Regions from separate parts of the Rattus norvegicus genome. Here region 1 is linked to region 2. Evidence: chromatin contacts called from public Hi-C data. All regions are on one chromosome and are shown on one strand. Each heading gives the region's core, a stretch centred on a gene start, on an enhancer-like site or on the middle of the called end of the contact. The rest is flanking DNA. Distances are from core to core; before and after follow the strand shown. Region 1 has its middle 380 kb from the start of Trnaa-agc37. Region 2 has its middle 620 kb from the start of Wac.

Region 1 (5,222 bases), core at 1,919-4,418, 280 kb after region 2:
GAACTACAGTTCCCAATCACATGAACGTTATGCTATATGACTCTATGTCTAGTACCTGCCAGGGTTCATCCTCTAAAACATGATGTCATACATAGCCCACACAATGTCTGTCATTGGATACCAAGTTCCTGATCATACAAAAACACCAAGATGAAGAAACATTAGAAACAACTTATTTAACCAAATTATTGAAGCTATAATAAATTTAAATAATAGAATCACGATTTTATAAAACTCACATTACAAAATAAAGCACAATTATAGAAATTATATTGTTAAAATAAAAAAATAAAATAAAAATTCTGGAGTTAAAGTGTAATAGGCTAAAACTTAGACTTTCCTGTGCTTACAGTAGGTTGATACCGGAAAAGAAAAGTCTATGAGCTGGTCAGAGAAATAAGCTACTGTCAACAGCATCACTGACATCAACAGACAGGAGAAATAATAAAACAAAAGATGCACAAGAGAGATAAGCCTGTTGACACAAAGTGTTTGTTTTACATGTACAGCAGTATGGGTTTATACCTAGGACATACATTCAAAAAAATGTGAGGTATGATCCTGGTGAAGGAACAGAAACAGATTTCTGGGGCTCGCTGCCCATCCAACCAGGACCACTTAGCAAGCTCTAAGCAAAAGGGAGATCCTGTCTCAGAAAACAAGGTGAATAACTTCTGAGAAACAATACCAAGAGTTGCCCTCGGCCCTCCACATACATGTATATACCTCTACCTACACAGACACACATACACACAAAATAAATATGTAAATGAAAAGATGTGCATCATCTGTTCACAATCCACTTTTCTATACATTTAATTACATGTGTGTTGGGCCTTCTCTCCATGACATATATGAGTGTAGAATTTATGCTACATATACAACTACCTTTATGTAGTATCAGAATTGAGGAGGGAATGAAGCAGAGAAAAAAAATGCAGTTATAATTGTTTTCTCAAAATTGATTCAAAAAATTATGTCAAGATAGAGATCTGTAGAAAACTTTAGGCTCACAAAGATGATGGTAAAACAGGATCACAATTTGTCAGATCAACACAATCTGCTAAGGACCAGGAACAAACAAACAAACAAAAAAATGAAAAGACACTCAAAGAAAACATAGTCTTCATACCAGCATCAAGCTGGCACCTCCCTGTCTCACACCTCCATAAGAAAATGCTTCCAAAAGCAATCAGCGTAGTTGAGAATCACTAAAGGATAAAGAAAGTAAAACTAGAGCCCCACATTCTGGAGAAAAAGACTCCTAGGGAGACATGAACACAGCTATCTGCACATGTGCCCACATTGGGGAAATCTGTTGTTCACTGGCAAGAACAAAAAGAGGTTCAATTGTTCTTCAAGCAGAAAGAAAATGAGGCCAGGAAAGACGATAAATACAGGATGAACTGGAAGATAATAGATATGTGATTGCGTGGTTCAAATCAGTGATTTGTGCTTTTCTTCATTTTTAGATTGCATTGCAGATGCACAACGACTGGGTTCTGGTTACACCCTCCTCTGTGCACTTGTTGTATACCTTGATGTTGGAAGCAGATGTCTTTAAGTTGAGATGCTCTGGGCTCAGCCTCCCTGGTTACTGACACCTGCAGGTGCCAGGAAGTCAGTGGTCTGGGGCTTCCTATTATGTCTACAGAGTCACTGTGATGCCAACAGCAGCAACGCTCAACAAGGGGTTGTCAGCTGAATGGCAGAATGAATGGTATTGTGGGGGAATTGGGGAAAAGTAAGAAAGAGAATGGAAAGACAAAAAGTTACATAGAATTAATATGATAGGGCCAATGCAGAGCTGAGCCAGGTGGGAAATCTGACCACAGCACTTTTCATGACCACCATTTTCTCCGGAACACTATAACCCTATAAGGAAGTATCTAATCTTTTATTGAGTCTCAGTCCTGCTCCATTTTAGAAGCAATGCAGTGTGGCTAAATGTGCTCACTTTGAGCACAAGAGGTTAAGAGAGGAAGACTTGCACCTGTAGTAGCAAGTGTGTAATCCCAGAAGCTTGCTGCAGTCATCAGCAAGAGCTGATTGACCTGGCAAGGGCTGTTCCCATGAAAGCAGAAAGGGATCTCTGGGCTTCTGTCACCTCAGAGTGCCAACAGCCGGGCCTTACTGTTATTCTTGCAAAATGGCCATGAGTTCTTTACTTGTAGAGTTTCTTCTACAAGTTGTGAAGAAGATATTTCAATATCATGATTGGATCCTAATGGGCACGTGTCAGTGATTCACAGACTGACACTTAGGAAGGGGACTGAAGTCTTTAAACAGACAGCTACACACATATCTCCAAGAATTAAGACAGAGTATGGCAGAAACTTTTGCACTAAGGGCTGGGTGGGGAAGGTTTGCAGATGGAGCAGATGAAGCTAGAATAAAATCTCCTTCTGATGTTTTGTTTCAATCAAAAGGTTGGAACTGAATGAAACTTACAGATTAATATTTGCTAATTTTTAAAATCCTTTTAAAAAGTAAGCAAGTTTCATAATTATGTATCAACCATCCTTTTTTCAAATAGTTTATTTTTATTTTAATTATACATATGTATTTGTGTCTATATGTGGGTACTGTGCACCTGAAAACAGGTATCGACAGAGATCAAATGTGTTAGAGTTATAGTGACAGTGGTTGTGAGCCCATTCGTGGATGCTGGGAATTGAACTCAGCTTATCTGAAAGAGCATTGAATATTGTTCACTGCTGGGCCATATCTCTAATCTCTCAGCCATCTGTTTTTATCTTTCAATGTAGCAATTCATTGGTAGATGCTTCCCTACAGCATTATCCACATTTGTAGTTCAGGAATTGTATAGAATAGGTATCTTAAGATCCATTTCCTACAAGAAAACCTCTGTTAACCTGCAGTAAATTATTTTGGTGGATTAAACAGGCTGCTTTGGTTAGAGTTGGCACAAGGCTGTTAGAGGCACCAACCTGGGAGCTCACGTATGGGCTTTGTTTTTTCTTTTCTTTATCCACCAGAAAGGGTGTGGAAACTGTTTCTGCCTTCAGTTTAAGGGATACAGGCCTGCTGTCTCAGGCCTGCTGATTCTCTTTAGGTGCCTTCTCGATAGCTTTAGTTTTACACACCAGCACTATGTCAGGCAAACAGGAGATGCTCTCTGCCTGGGCAGAGAACATGGGGTGGGGTTGAAGAAGTTCATGGTGTGTTGATGGCATTCCTAGTCTCAGTGTGAAGTTTCCGAAATCCGTGCCTGCTGACTAGGACCACTCATTTAATTGGATCTTGCATACTTGCCTGGGTGATTGAATGACTAAAAGAATATACAAGTCATGTGATGCAGAATTAGCATAAACCCCCAACAAGTGTTATTCCTTTTATCCTACTGAAATGTCACAGTCTGTGCTTTCTGTGGACAGTCAATGCTTAAACATCATGAAAAAGCAACTCTGTGCCTTTGTTAACAGCCAGAGTTCAAGCACGGGTTGTTTGAGTAGTTCACATTAGTGTAGCATTAACTGAGCTCAAACAGAGACAGACTCTTCCCTTACAGCGATACGATTGGATCCATAGCTTTGTAAATTATTTGAAAGCCTGCACACACTTCTCTGCTATAAGAAACCAGAATGTGCCAATGCACACAGAAGGGACATCTTTTAAATTCCTGTCGTTTTTTACATGTGTTCTTCCTCATCAGTGATGGGCACACTTTCACAATTCTTCCCTCAGCCAGTGAGTTTGGAAGATTAGTCATTTTAGACTGGCTTCTGTCCTTGTTTGTCATGTCTACGTCACAAGGGTGTTGGAAGGATTAATTAGTCAACATGTAAGGCTCTTTGAAGATGAAAGCTCTCTAAATTGCTAAGCAGTGCTCGCATTCCTTCAGAGTACATATTTTTTCCTTTTATATTTACAAAAATCCACCCACCTCCCGCTAACCCTCTTGGCTAACATTATTTATCCAGCTTGCCTTTATTAAAAATTAACCAGCTTTGTTTTTTCCCCCAACAAGTTTCATAACATTTATTTACCCATGTCCTCATTTCTCTTCCCTATTTTCCCTGTGAGTCTTTCTCTTACTCAGAGAGTAAGAACACTTTTCTTCAAGACTTATGGACTTTGTGTTGTTCCTATTCATAATGTCTGTGGCCTGATACACCCACAGAGGAGAAAGAAGCCACTATTATTGCATTTCAGAGAGGCACATACTGGATGAGCTGCTGTAATTCCGAGGATGCTCAAATGCACTCTTACAGTTCTTTAAAGAAATGGTTTCCCACTTGGGAGAGGTAGTTTCTTTCTCCATGATCTAAACTTTCTCATGGAGTTTGTCCAAAGTCCTTTTGAGACTTAAAGATACAGTCAGGGGATGGCTGAGAAAGGAGGGGCTGCTGGATAGCACTTTAGTCTCTGTTCCTGTAGAACCAGCTGTGACAAGGAGGCCCAGCTGTGAAAAGTTCTGGGATTTTTCTGTTTCTTTGCAGTCCCATCAGATTTTTTACCTCACACATTCTGACATTTTCTTGTCTGTGGATTTTTGTGGTGAATAATGCAGAGAACCAGGCACCATGCCACACTACCTCCTGCTACTCTCTGTCCCCTGCGGTCTCTCTGCCTCCATGGCTAGCCCCATCAGCAGACATTCATCTACTTCCCATGGCGGGCCGCTGCCACGCCAGTCCCATATAGAGACCACCTATCTCGGGGCTCTCTCGCTGCGGACTCTGTTCACATTCCCAGCAACCTGGTAAAATCAAAACTCTAGAGGCTTGTAATTTATCAATCTGATGTATATCAGTAAATTCTCACCCCACAAAACATCCACACGATAAACTCAGAGCCAATTGACATTGATAGAAACCGCCCACCTAAATAAGACAAATAGTCCTGTAATCATCCACCCCTTAAGATATCCAGAGCTCCCTGTGGCTAATTACAGTCACATGGGGGTGGGTCCTTCTCCTCCATCTTTTTTATTCTCCTTCCCTTCTCTCTCCTGTTTTTCAAAAACTCTGCCCCCGCCTTTCTTTTTCACTGCCCAATCACAGGCCTTACCTTATCTCGTGTCTACTCTCACCTGCATATAGACATCAATACACATTTCACCCTTTCTGTCTAATTTTAAAAGAGAACTTTTCTCTCACATGTAAGCTGAGCACAAGGATTACCATTCTGTAATTTAGAAAGTATAAGCTATACCTCACACCCAGTCCTTCATTTTTGTCAATTAAATAGAATACTCT
Region 2 (5,480 bases), core at 2,354-4,853:
TCAGCTAAGTCAGTCTCAACAATAAACTACAGTAATAAAAACAATCCAATTATCGAGGATGGAAGGTCTTAAGATAATACACCCTGCTGTTTGTAGGAAATAGGCTACTCATATTTTACGAATTACTGAATCCAGGGTGTCTCCCATGTGTGCTAGCTAGGCAAGGGTACTGTTACTGAGCTCTGTTACAGTATTACTTTTACTTTCGTTTCTCTTTAATTTTTTTTAAAGCAGAGTCTTACTCAGTTTCTAAGACGATCCTCAAACTCATACTGTATTCCACAATGCCTCTGATTTTTTACAAATCCCCTGCCTCGACCACCTGGGCACCAGCAGGTCTGGCAGACTATTTCTTAAAAATATAGACAACTAAGAGGCCATCTTGCATTGAAAAAAATCCCATTTCTGTGTGACAAAAATATGTAATTTACAAGCATACATGTTTACATATATGAGGACTAATTTGTTTAGGATTTTAATAAAATTAGATTTTAAATCGTAGTGATATATATGTTAAATTTTATTTTTTTAAGATATTTAGTTATTGGTTCTTGCTGTGTAGCTCTGTCTCGCCTGAAACTTGTTGTGTAGACTAGGATTGCCTGGAATCCACAGAGATCAGCCTACCTGTGTATTCTGAGGGCAAGATCACCATGCCCAGCTGTGTGTTTTATCTATGTGTATATGCATGTTTCTGTGAGCACATACCAGGTGTGTACAGGTGTCCATTGAGTATGAAAAGGTTATTACATACCCTGACACTCTTATAGGCAGTTGTAACAGCCCAGTATGTATAGTGGGAACCAGACTAAGGTCATTTGAAAGAGTAGCAAGCGCTCTTAGACTTTGAGCGATTTCTACAATCGCTTGTGTTAAACTTTTTATTTCTAAGTAACAGTTACTATTAAGGAAAGAAAAAAATCAAGCTTTTGTTTCCTATTATAAAGTCTTTAGTGTCTTTATGTCTATTAGTAATCTTTTTTTGTTGTTGAAGGGTATTGTATTAATAACACAACAGAAAATGAATCTCAGGGAAAAAAATGCCCAGCAGTATAAAGGCAAAAGGACTTTTTTTTTCTCTTTCACAAGTCTCCGTTCATCATCACAGGGATGTTAAGAAAGCAGGAACTTGCAACAACTAGTCACATTACATCCACATTAAAGAGCAGAGAGCAATGACTTAAGGCACATGTATTAGTGTGCAGCCCAATTTCTCTCTTATACAACCCAGGGTCCCTTACCTAGGGAATGACACCACCCAAAGTGAGATCTCATTAATCAAGATAAATGGCCCACTCTTCAACTTTACCTAGACAATTGTCATCAAGATACCCTTCCAAAAGGATTCCAGATTGTATCAGTTGACAATTAAAACTAATCATTGCACCTGTTTTTTTCTGGGGGTGGGGTATAGGAATGTCAAATTGGTTCGGGTAATGTGAAGGCTGCAGAAACCATTGCCTTAGGCCAATTCTCCTTTCTCTGCAGAAAATCCAAATACTATTGTCATGCCATACCTGCCCAGGGAACTGTAATTACTCTCATACCACAACTCCCAGCCCCGTGCATTCCTGTGCCTCTACTCCAATTTCCCATATCTCAGACTGAGCCTGTCATCCTCAGTGAAATTGTTCCCTTTTCTGTGTTCTTCCTCATAGATCTACCAACTAGTGAGTTTTCTTCTCTCTCTTCTTCTCTCTCCTTATTGTTATTGAAATAAGCATCAAGACTTATCAATTTGCCTCTAAAACTGTTTTTAAAACAGAAGTTATTTTGTCTTATTTGTTTGTTTGTTTATTTATTACAGTCCAGTCATTGCCCACCTCCTGGTCTACCCTCCCACAGTTCCTCAGTCCATTCCTCCTCTCCTGACCAAGGCAGTTCAGTCAGTCAACAGGTTCTCCACAGCAGGAGTGAGGATTAAAAAGAAAAAGACTGTTAGACAATACTATAGCATGATCCCAGCCAGATCTGAGGCTGAAGTGGGTTTATTATTTTCTGGTCTGCTTTTAAAACACTTTAAGTACATGCAAAAAAATACCAGTCCTGGATCAAGGAACAAGCAAGGCAATAAACAAAATCCTATAAACACCTTTCTCAGGATGACCAAGACAAAAGAACTGCCACACATGCCTCCACTGAGCCTGCTCTGAGCTTTGCATTAACTCAAATGTAAACATTCTTAATCTGGGCCTATTTCCTGAGTCCTGGTCCAAAGTCAGATTCCTGCCTGGAGCTTACTTCTTTTGTCCTGGCCAAATTCCTGCCAAGTGTCTAGAAGTAAGCCAAGCCAAAAGGTTCTCTACCCTTTCCTCAGTCTCCAAGAGGATGCCCCACCCCATGCCTCCCCACTCCTTGGGGCCTCAAGTCTCTCAAGGTACTAAGACCCACTGAGAACAGACCAGGCAGTCCTCTGCTATATAGGTGTTGAGAGGCCTTGAACCAGCTTGTATATGCTGCCTAGTTGGGGATTCAATGTCTGAGAGATCTTGTGGGTCTGGGTTACATTGCTGGTAATACAGAAGGTTGACACTGCTGGTCCACAGAAGACTATTTTAACTTACCAATTTAAAGTGTTCAATTCATAGTCAAGCATGGGGAGGGCACCTGGAACCCCAGCACTTGGTTAGTTGAGGCAAAGGAATCACCCGTTCCAGACCAGTCTGTACTAAATAGTGAGTTGAAGGTCAGTCTGGTTACAAAGCATCGCTCTGTTTCTAATAAATACAGAAATAAGTGAAATAACTAAATAAAACTACGGTAATCACCCAGTGAACTAGATTGTTGGGGGGAGGGAGGCAATGGGGGGAGGATGGGGAGGGGAACACTTATAAAGAAGGGGATGGGGAGGGATTAGGGGGATGTTTGCCCGGAAACCAGGAAAGGGAATAACACTCAAAATGTAAATAAGAAATACTCAAGTTAATAATAAAAAAAAAGAAAAAAAAGAAAAATCAAATACCCAAGCCAAAACAAAACAAAACAAACAACAGCAAAAAAAAAAAAAAAAATACGGTAATCAATGATTTTAGTTTATTTACAAAACTATGTGCCCATTACTGTAATTAATTTTCATTAATTTTCATCACTCTTCAGAGAAATGTTCTGCCACTCGTACCTGTCTCTGTCTGACTTTTTTTTTCATTGCCTACACTGGCATCACATGATCTTAAATGAGGATTCACAATGTTTTCTTTTCTGGAGCCCTTTATTGTTACAGTTTCTTTTTGAAGTTTTAGGTCTATAATAAATATTTTTTGTGTGTATTGTGACTTCTAAATAAAAATGAATTCCTTTATTGCCAAGCAATTGGTCACTTCCTTTTTTCAGTCACTGATGGCCTAGGTCACTATAAGAAACTCTTCATGGTCCCTTTGTTTCCAGCCATGGCCACCATCATTCTGTATTTTGAATCAAATGAGTTTTCTTTCCGTGTGTGTGTGTGTGTGTGTGTGTGTGTGTGTGTGTGTGTGTGTGTGTTGATGTGTGTGAAAGGGCAGGCAAGCAGACGCCATGGAATTTGTGTAGATAAGAAGGAAACCTTGGGTGTCGACATTCACTTTCCACTCTGACAGAATCAATTTTTTTGCCCTGTGGGTGGTGGCTGTTGCACACATCAGGCTAACCAGTCCACAAGCTTCTGGGAATTCTCCTGTCTGTGACTCTCATTTTAGGAGCACTGGGATTGCAGACACATGCAGCCATGCCCATTATCATGTGTCATCTGAAGATTTGAACTCCATACACTTATCATACATTTAGTGAGCTTTTAACCCACCAAACCATCTCCCAGCTTACAAGAAGTTTTCCAAATTAATACCTTTTAGGGAAACATATCGTTAATGATTCAGAATCAACCTCAGACTTAGACTACTAAGGTACAAGGAATTGCAAAGAGAATTCAAAGTAGTCTCATATATCTACAGGTTGGTTTAATGACCATGTATCCAGTTTATTTTAAACATGTTCTATGAATATTATTAATGACTACAGAGTAACTAAAACTCTTATCACAAACTATAGAAAAAGTGAAAACAACTTTATTTTAGTGTTTGCCTTTTGTATTTTACTGTTGTTTTAAATTAATATATATATGTATATATATATATATTACTCTGTGTGTGTGTGTGTGTGTGTGTGTGTGTGTGTGTTATATAAAAGGACCCTTCTCAAAACTACTGGGTAAGAATACAACACAGCATGCAGTTGATTGTGAACAAAGATTGGGAAGAAATGGGAATTTTCTACCTAGTTTTAGAAGTAAGAATGACAGATATACCCTTTTGAGTTCAACAGCATGGACCTTGAACTTGTATGCCTCTTATGGAAGGTTAGCCATAATGAGTAACCAATAAGTCAATCTCCAGAGAAATAATCAAATGTCATACTGATAAGAGAATGAAATTGATCTTAACAACTGCAGTTCTTGAAAGTGCTAAATATTCTAGCATATATTGAATTTTGCAATTCAAAATGAATGTAGTAAAAAATGAATATAAGTGTCAATCTATCTCTGGGTCCCTCTTGAACCCCTCCATCCTGAATCTTTCAATAAAGATGAAAAGAATGTATTATAATTCAACATTAATTTATAAGACTTGAAGATTTTGCAAAACCAGAAATATTGATTTAAAGCTGTTAAAATGTAAAATGCATTTCCTATTTCTCTAACAAAGGATTAAATTATATTCCTAAGATTTTTCTTATTTTGTTGTAAAATGATTGGGTTATACAATCCAAAAGACTTAACTATTTTATTTTCATTGCACTTAAATCTTGGTGTTCAACCAAGATTCACAGGATGACTTGATAGTAAGACATTCTTACTGTGAGTCACTGGCACGCAAGAAAGCAACAGGGTGGGAGAAAGAGAAGGACTCTAAACATTTACTGGAACAAACATTGCATTATGAACAATATGCTATTTTTTCCTGGGAACTGACCAGTGAAACAGAAGCCTGTTTATGCTGCCTGCAGAAGAGCAATGAAAATGTACAGGTTGTGGGACCAGTGACAGCATGCATGAATGGCCAAGTGTTAGTGCGGGCTGCCCTGGAGTGATCCCGTGATCCCGCATCTGGTTCTCCGTTCTCAAGGGCGAGCCACGTGACGCTTCCAGTGGACACTCTGCTTAATTCATGCTGCCATCCACATCAGCCACTTACTGCATATGAGTTCTTTTGTGAAATAGTAGAAAGGAAACAATTCTGGATTAGTGGATTCAGCCAAGGAGCTGGAAGTCAGAAGTTCACAGGCATATCTAACAATGGCTTTTTGTATAATAGAGGGCAAGGTTCTTGCCTTCAGCAACTAGATTCCCATAGACTGACAGTATGCTACATTAAAGCAGTGATCTTTAAACCCAAGGAATTAGGTTAATCAGGAAAGCCCCCAATATTGACTGAGCAGTTACTACGCAGAAGGCACAGGCTGGTGAAGCAGGAGCACACATTTTAGAATGACAATTCCTTCTCCTCCCT

Evidence for each region. A called contact is a pair of places that touch in the nucleus more often than the background predicts.
Region 1: a Hi-C map of liver shows a contact between it and region 2, with 2.6 times the contacts expected there. The contact joins two enhancer-like sites. A contact is called at or near these places in 3 of 12 Hi-C or Micro-C datasets (kidney and liver).

The regions. Positions count from the first base shown.
Region 1 is chr17:61,512,718-61,517,939 of GRCr8, forward strand. No RefSeq gene overlaps it. Among named protein-coding and RNA genes, the nearest start is that of Trnaa-agc37, 380 kb to the right of the region's middle. Within about 2 kb of position 3,169, at least 1 of the 93 cell types and tissues checked has an H3K27ac peak or open chromatin away from gene starts, as enhancers often do. A contact at or near this core is called in liver, where this site is marked.
Region 2 is chr17:61,233,253-61,238,732 of GRCr8, forward strand. No RefSeq gene overlaps it. Among named protein-coding and RNA genes, the nearest start is that of Wac, 620 kb to the left of the region's middle. Within about 2 kb of position 3,604, at least 4 of the 93 cell types and tissues checked have an H3K27ac peak or open chromatin away from gene starts, as enhancers often do. A contact at or near this core is called in liver, where this site is marked.